Regions from separate parts of the Mus musculus genome. Here region 1 is linked to region 2. The links are chromatin contacts, called in public Hi-C maps. All regions are on one chromosome and are shown on one strand. The core of a region is the stretch at or near the end of the contact, and the rest is flanking DNA. Distances in the headings are between cores, read along the strand shown. Region 1 overlaps Vac14 (Vac14 homolog (S. cerevisiae)). Region 2 holds the start of Vac14 (Vac14 homolog (S. cerevisiae)).

Region 1 (2,700 bases), core at 52-2,551, 54 kb before region 2:
CTCAGAGTTGTGTCCTAGAGAGGTATAAGACTTGAGGCAGGAAGGAGGGCTGGCCTTGCATCCTCTGTCCATGTGCATGGGTGCACAGGAGGAGACAGAACCACACTGAATGCCTGGGAAGTACTCTGGGAAGCATGGCCAGCAGAAAAATGAGGACACTTCCTGCATGCTTTCTGACCTCAACAACACCCCATAAGGCAGCTGTGCCAGGAGAGGGCAGAGGACAGACTGGTTTCCTGCATTCCTTTATTACTGATTTGATCCCGACCTTCCAGAGCCAGGAACATACTTGTAAACTCTGATGCCAGCTGCAGATGTGCATGTATGAACGCATCTGCCCAGGGGGTCTCATAGCTCTGAGTTCCACAAATGGCTCAGGCTAACTTTGTGGCTCACAGTATAATGGGTTTGTGAAAGAAATCACAGGACTGGATATAGGCTCTTCCCCAGGAGTCTTCCCAGGACTGACTTTTTTACCATCTGGGATTTTTGTTGTTGTTTTTCCTATGATTTCTCAGTGTCTCTGGCTGAGGTGAGCCATTCTGATAGTTTCTGCAGGCCAGGGTAAGAGTCTCACCCCTTCAGCCTCATTAGCCTCCTACCCATTTTGGTGGGGTGAGGAGCTCAGATTCAGAGTTCTCTGCAGGGTAAATGTCCTCAGCTCTTGTCTCTAAGCAGTGGCTGATCTTGATTATCCCAGTGCCCCAAGGAATCTTGCAGGACCCCAACTCTAAGGTGGGTGCCCAAAACAGTTTCTTGGTTCATACCCTCAGTAGCATGAACCCACATTTCAGCTATCAACTTCTTTATGCTTGGGAGGGAGAGAAAACATGCTAACAGATGAAGGGAAGGACCCCTGAGGGTTCTGGGAGCACTAGGTATCACAGTCTGCTCAAGGATCCTGCTGATGTCACTCTGAGGATAGAGAAGATGGTAGCATGCTGTTTCCTGGCGAGGAAGGACTGAGGGCCACTGCAGGACTCCTCTCTTCTGGGTTCCCTGTCCCCATCTCTCCTATCTGAGGAAAAGCCTCTCTCTACCTCACTTAGCTCCCACTGTTCTGCACCACCACACTTGATCTCTATCATCTGTCCCCAGTCTTGGGGCTGGCCCCTATATGCTGACTTAGAGACAGAGGGTACACAGTGAACTCCTCTGCTGAGGGACAGGAGGTGGGAGCCACAGCATGGGTCCTGGCATCAGGATATGGGGGCTGTTTCCTTGACCACAGCTAATGACTGCCCAGGGGAAGCTGGTCTCCTGAGTGAGGAAGTGATGGCATCCTGGGGAAACGGAAGGGAGGAAGCCAGGCTGGGCTAGAGTTCATCACTGTAACCCAGCAGGGAGAACATGTAGCAGGAGAGCCTGAGGCCTGGGCTCCAGAATTTACCACTGTAACCCAGTAGGGAGAGTGTGCGGCAGCAGAGCCTGAGGCCTGGGCTCCCATGTGTTTCCTGCTACAGGGCTTGAGTGACCCATGGCTTTCTTTGTCATGGATACGTGTCCTCAGCACATGGCCTTCTGTGATCTGACTTGGCATATCCAGGGGTGCACCAAAGCCTGTGGAGCTCTGAAAAATACTGCGAACTTCTCAGACACTGGGCATAGTGTCTGGCCAAACATCAGGGAGCTTCTAGTGGAGCAGTGCAGGTATAATATGGGCCTGGCTGGGGCTAGGGCCCAAAGTGCTACAGAGCTGCAGGAGGAACAATGTCACCGAAAGGTTGTGAGTCTATGAGAAGCTAATGAGGTCCTGGTGTCTGGACGGCATGAGGGGTTTGAGGGACAAAGACCTGGCAAACATCCAAGACCCACCAGGTAATTTCCTACTAACCTGTGTCCTTGGGCCTTTTTAAGGCTCACATGGCTGAGGGAGGTGGTCTCTGCCTGAGAAGAGGAGCGGGTGGGCAGCGTGGCCAGGGAGAAGAGCTACCTGACATCCCGAAGGAACCCGAAGAACAAGCACTTGGCTACCTTTGCTTGCAAGGACAGCCCGGAAACAGCATGTTTGAATTATCCTGTCTCTTGCCTGGGCTGCCTGCCATGCTGAGCTATTCTGAGCTTCAGTGAAGAGGAAATGGCTGCCTAGCTTTCTTCCACCTGTGAGACCTAAGACTGAAGGCCCTGGCTGGCTGCCTGCCTGTGGAGAGAAATTGTCTCAGAGGGTTTTGTGCTTAGTCAGTGGTTTAAAAACATCAAAAGAGCTGAAGATGAGGGCTGTGAGGGTCTCTTCAGGGGGCGAATGGAGTATGAGCCAGGAGGCAGAGGCTGCCTCTTGTGGTAGAAGACCACGGGTAGGCAAGCCACTGACTCTCATAAATGGCAGAACACATTTATAAGTGACTTCCTGGGCTAGAATAAGACTCAGTGCTCCTTAGGCCAGACACTTCAGGGAAATACTTACTGGGAGGGTTTAGTAGGTTGGCTCTGCCGGAGGTGGGCACCTGAAGCTCCGAGTGGTTGACTCGGAGGTCAGGGCCATCAGGTGCACCTGGGTCATCCGTCTGGCCTGCAGGGGAGGAAGCAATTTCTGCCAACACTTCCAGATCCTTCAAGACAACCTGGGGAGACAAGCGGAGGATAAAGGACAAACTCCCTACTATGAGCTGAGCTGATGTGGTAGAGGTGAAGTCAGTGATGAGGGGTGGCTCACAGGGCAGGAGGCTCTGTAGACTTGTGCTGCTTGCCTGTCACGAGAGC
Region 2 (2,700 bases), core at 175-2,674:
AGTCTATCCTAGTCAATGAGTGAGCACCACTCCATAGCTTAGGGCTGGCCATGTGACCATTGTACAATGACTGAAATGTTCTCTAGTCTGCACTGTGCAGCTGTAGTGGTTGGCTCCTGAACACCCAGATTATGGGTAGTGAAACTGACGTGCTGAATTTACAATTTGTACTGATTCATTACTTTGTTGTTGTTGTTGAGACTGGATCTAGCCCCGTGACCAATGCTAATCTCAAACGAGTACAGTATTTCTGCCCGAGCCTTCCAAGTGCCAAATCTCAAGCCTGTGTCACTACTCTGGTTAACTTAAATTTACATAGACACATATGGTCCGCTGTTACCAAGTTGGATGTCTTAACTCCTAATGTTTTTCTAGTTTTACAGGCTGCTGCTTTCTACTCTTCTGAAACCACCTACTCAACTGACTGTTACTAAGATTTGGCTGGGGGAAAAACACGTGCTCTCTCACATACTCAGCAAAACATTACCGAATTAAACATTCCCTATTTCGAACACCTGGAAACACCAGTGCACTATTACACACACGTATACTATTGCAGAAGCGGGGAAGGGCAAATCTTCCCATTTTCACTTGCAAGGGAGGGTGGCCTGACAATCTTCTGAGCATTGGATCACGTGCTTTGACCTATTTCTACACTTGGCCACTTCAGAAGCTGCAAAGAGAAGGCGGGACACCATAAGCAAATTCTCCACCTCCTCAGAGAGGCCACTCTCCGATCTAGCTGGCTTTTGACTGAGGCCACACTGAATGTGTCAGGTACTGCGCTAGGTTCTGCACATACCTTAAGTCAATTCATTTTCACTGCTATCTGGGAGCACCAGGAGGTTAAGACTAGCAAAGATAGGGCTCTTGGATTTCCCGCTCTAAAGCAATGTGCTAAGAGCTGAAACCGGAGAGGTCAATACCGAACCCTCGCCGCGGGCAAGCAGAACCGCTAGGCGCTGCAAAGCCAGGGCGGGGTCCCAGGAGCTCTTACTTCTCGATCTCCAGCGCTGCAACCTTCCGCTTTTCGTAGAGTTTATCATTCAGGGCCCTTACGATGTTGGGAGTGAGCGGCGCAAAATCCTTCTCTGGGTTCATGGTGGCAGCTCGCGCTGCGCCTGGGAGCCTCCAGACACCTTAGCCCGAGGTTGCCTGGGCCGTGCCAGGGCCGGGGGAGTGTGCGGCTCCGCGCGGACACCGGAGCCTGCTCATGGGCTATGCCGCCCAGGGCCCGCCTGCCTCGTCCCGCCGCCACGCGCCGCCTCGGGTCCCCCTGCTCCGACCCTGCTCTCCCACGCGCGACCCGGTCCGCCCCACGGCTCACGCGACCAGCTCCCGCCAGGAACCGGCAACGCTCACTGGGCCGCGGCCATGTTACTCAGGTCACGTGACGCCGCGAGCACTTCCGCCTTCCGCCGACCGAAGGTTCCGCCCCCCCAGGCCACGCCCTCTCGTGCTTGCTGCAGCGGATTGGCCACACTTGTCAGGGATCCACCCCACTCTTCACCTGCTGCTGGCTTCGGTGCGGGTTTTTGCTGAGAGTGAAGAGCAGGTGGTGGGAGCCGTTTCAGGCTCACTGCCAGAGCTTTGCGCAGAGCGGGGGGCTTCTGGAAACAGTTTATAGAGGGAGCCTAACTCAAATTTAATTTATGCATTAATTCTTTGGTCACTTAACAGTCACTTTCGCGTATGCCAACGTTTCCACCATTTTCACCATATCTTAACCATCTGTCTGATTTTACATTTTATTTCTGCGTGTGTGCATGCACCAACGAGCGCCTTTGGAGGCCATAGGGCAACTTGGGAGGGAGTCGGATCTCCCCACCCACTCACCATGTGGGGGTCCCAGGATTGAGCTCCAGTCCGCCAGGTTTGGCGGCAGATGCCTTTGTCTGCTGAGCCACCCCTCTAATCCAATTATTATTTTAGAGACAGGGTCTCAAACTCTCTCTATAGCTGAGGATAGCCTTGAAATCTCGATTCTCATGCCTTTATCTGCTGAGTGCAGGGATTACAGGCAAGCGTCACTACAGTTGATCTTATGTGGTGCTGGGCGTGGAACCCCGGGTCTGGTCAAGTCTACCAACTGAGTCAAACCCTCAGATTGTATTTAATACACATGTGCTACTCAGATGTGTGTGTACATATGTATGGAGATCCGAGGTCAGGTGTCCTCTTTTTTTTTTTTTTTTTGTTTGTCTGTCTGTCTGTTTGTTTTTTCGAGACAGGGTTTCTCTGTGTAGCCCCGGCTGTCCTGGAAGACCAGGCTGGCCTTGAACTCAGAAATCCTCCTGTCTCTGCCTCCCAAGTGCTGGGATTAAAGGCGTGAGCCCCCATGCCGGGCAAGGTGTCCTCTTTTGCTCTTATTTTTCCACCCTTATTGAGACAAGGTCTTATGTGTCCTAGGCTGGACTCTATGCATAGTGATTAAAAAAAAAAAGTCCTGGCTAATTTTTATGTCAACTTGATACAAGCTAGAATCATCTGAGAGGAGGAAGCCTCAATTGAGAAAATGCCTCCATTAAGATTGGGCTGTAGGCGAGCCTGTAAGGCATTTTCCTAATTAGTGATTGATGTGAGAGGGTCCTGCCCACCATGGGTGGGTCCACACTAGGCAGAGGTTGCTGGATTCTATAAGAAAGTAGGCTGAGCAAGCTTTAAGGAGAAAGCCGGTAAGTAGCATTCCTCCATGGCCTC

The links. A called contact is a pair of places that touch in the nucleus more often than the background predicts.
Region 1: a Hi-C map of liver shows a contact between it and region 2, with 2.0 times the contacts expected there. The contact joins the enhancer-like site here to the promoter of Vac14 in region 2. A contact is called at or near these places in 1 of 15 datasets of contacts at CTCF or cohesin (the NIH/3T3 cell line), 2 of 484 Hi-C or Micro-C datasets (the N1E-115 cell line and liver), 6 of 115 datasets of contacts at active chromatin or transcription factors (the SCID.adh cell line, bone marrow-derived macrophages and embryonic stem cells) and 1 of 9 other capture datasets (liver).

Annotation. Positions count from the first base shown.
Region 1 is chr8:110,670,887-110,673,586 of GRCm38.p6, reverse strand. It overlaps Vac14 (Vac14 homolog (S. cerevisiae)), which reads right to left. Exons shown (of 19, transcript NM_146216.3): 13 at 2,405-2,561. Among named protein-coding and RNA genes, the nearest start is that of n-TGgcc10, 41 kb to the right of the region's middle. Within about 2 kb of position 1,301, at least 39 of the 459 cell types and tissues checked have an H3K27ac peak or open chromatin away from gene starts, as enhancers often do. A contact at or near this core is called in liver, where this site is marked.
Region 2 is chr8:110,617,291-110,619,990 of GRCm38.p6, reverse strand. Vac14 (Vac14 homolog (S. cerevisiae)) reads right to left here and starts at 1,424. Exons shown (of 19, transcript NM_146216.3): 1 at 998-1,424. The coding sequence starts at 1,101.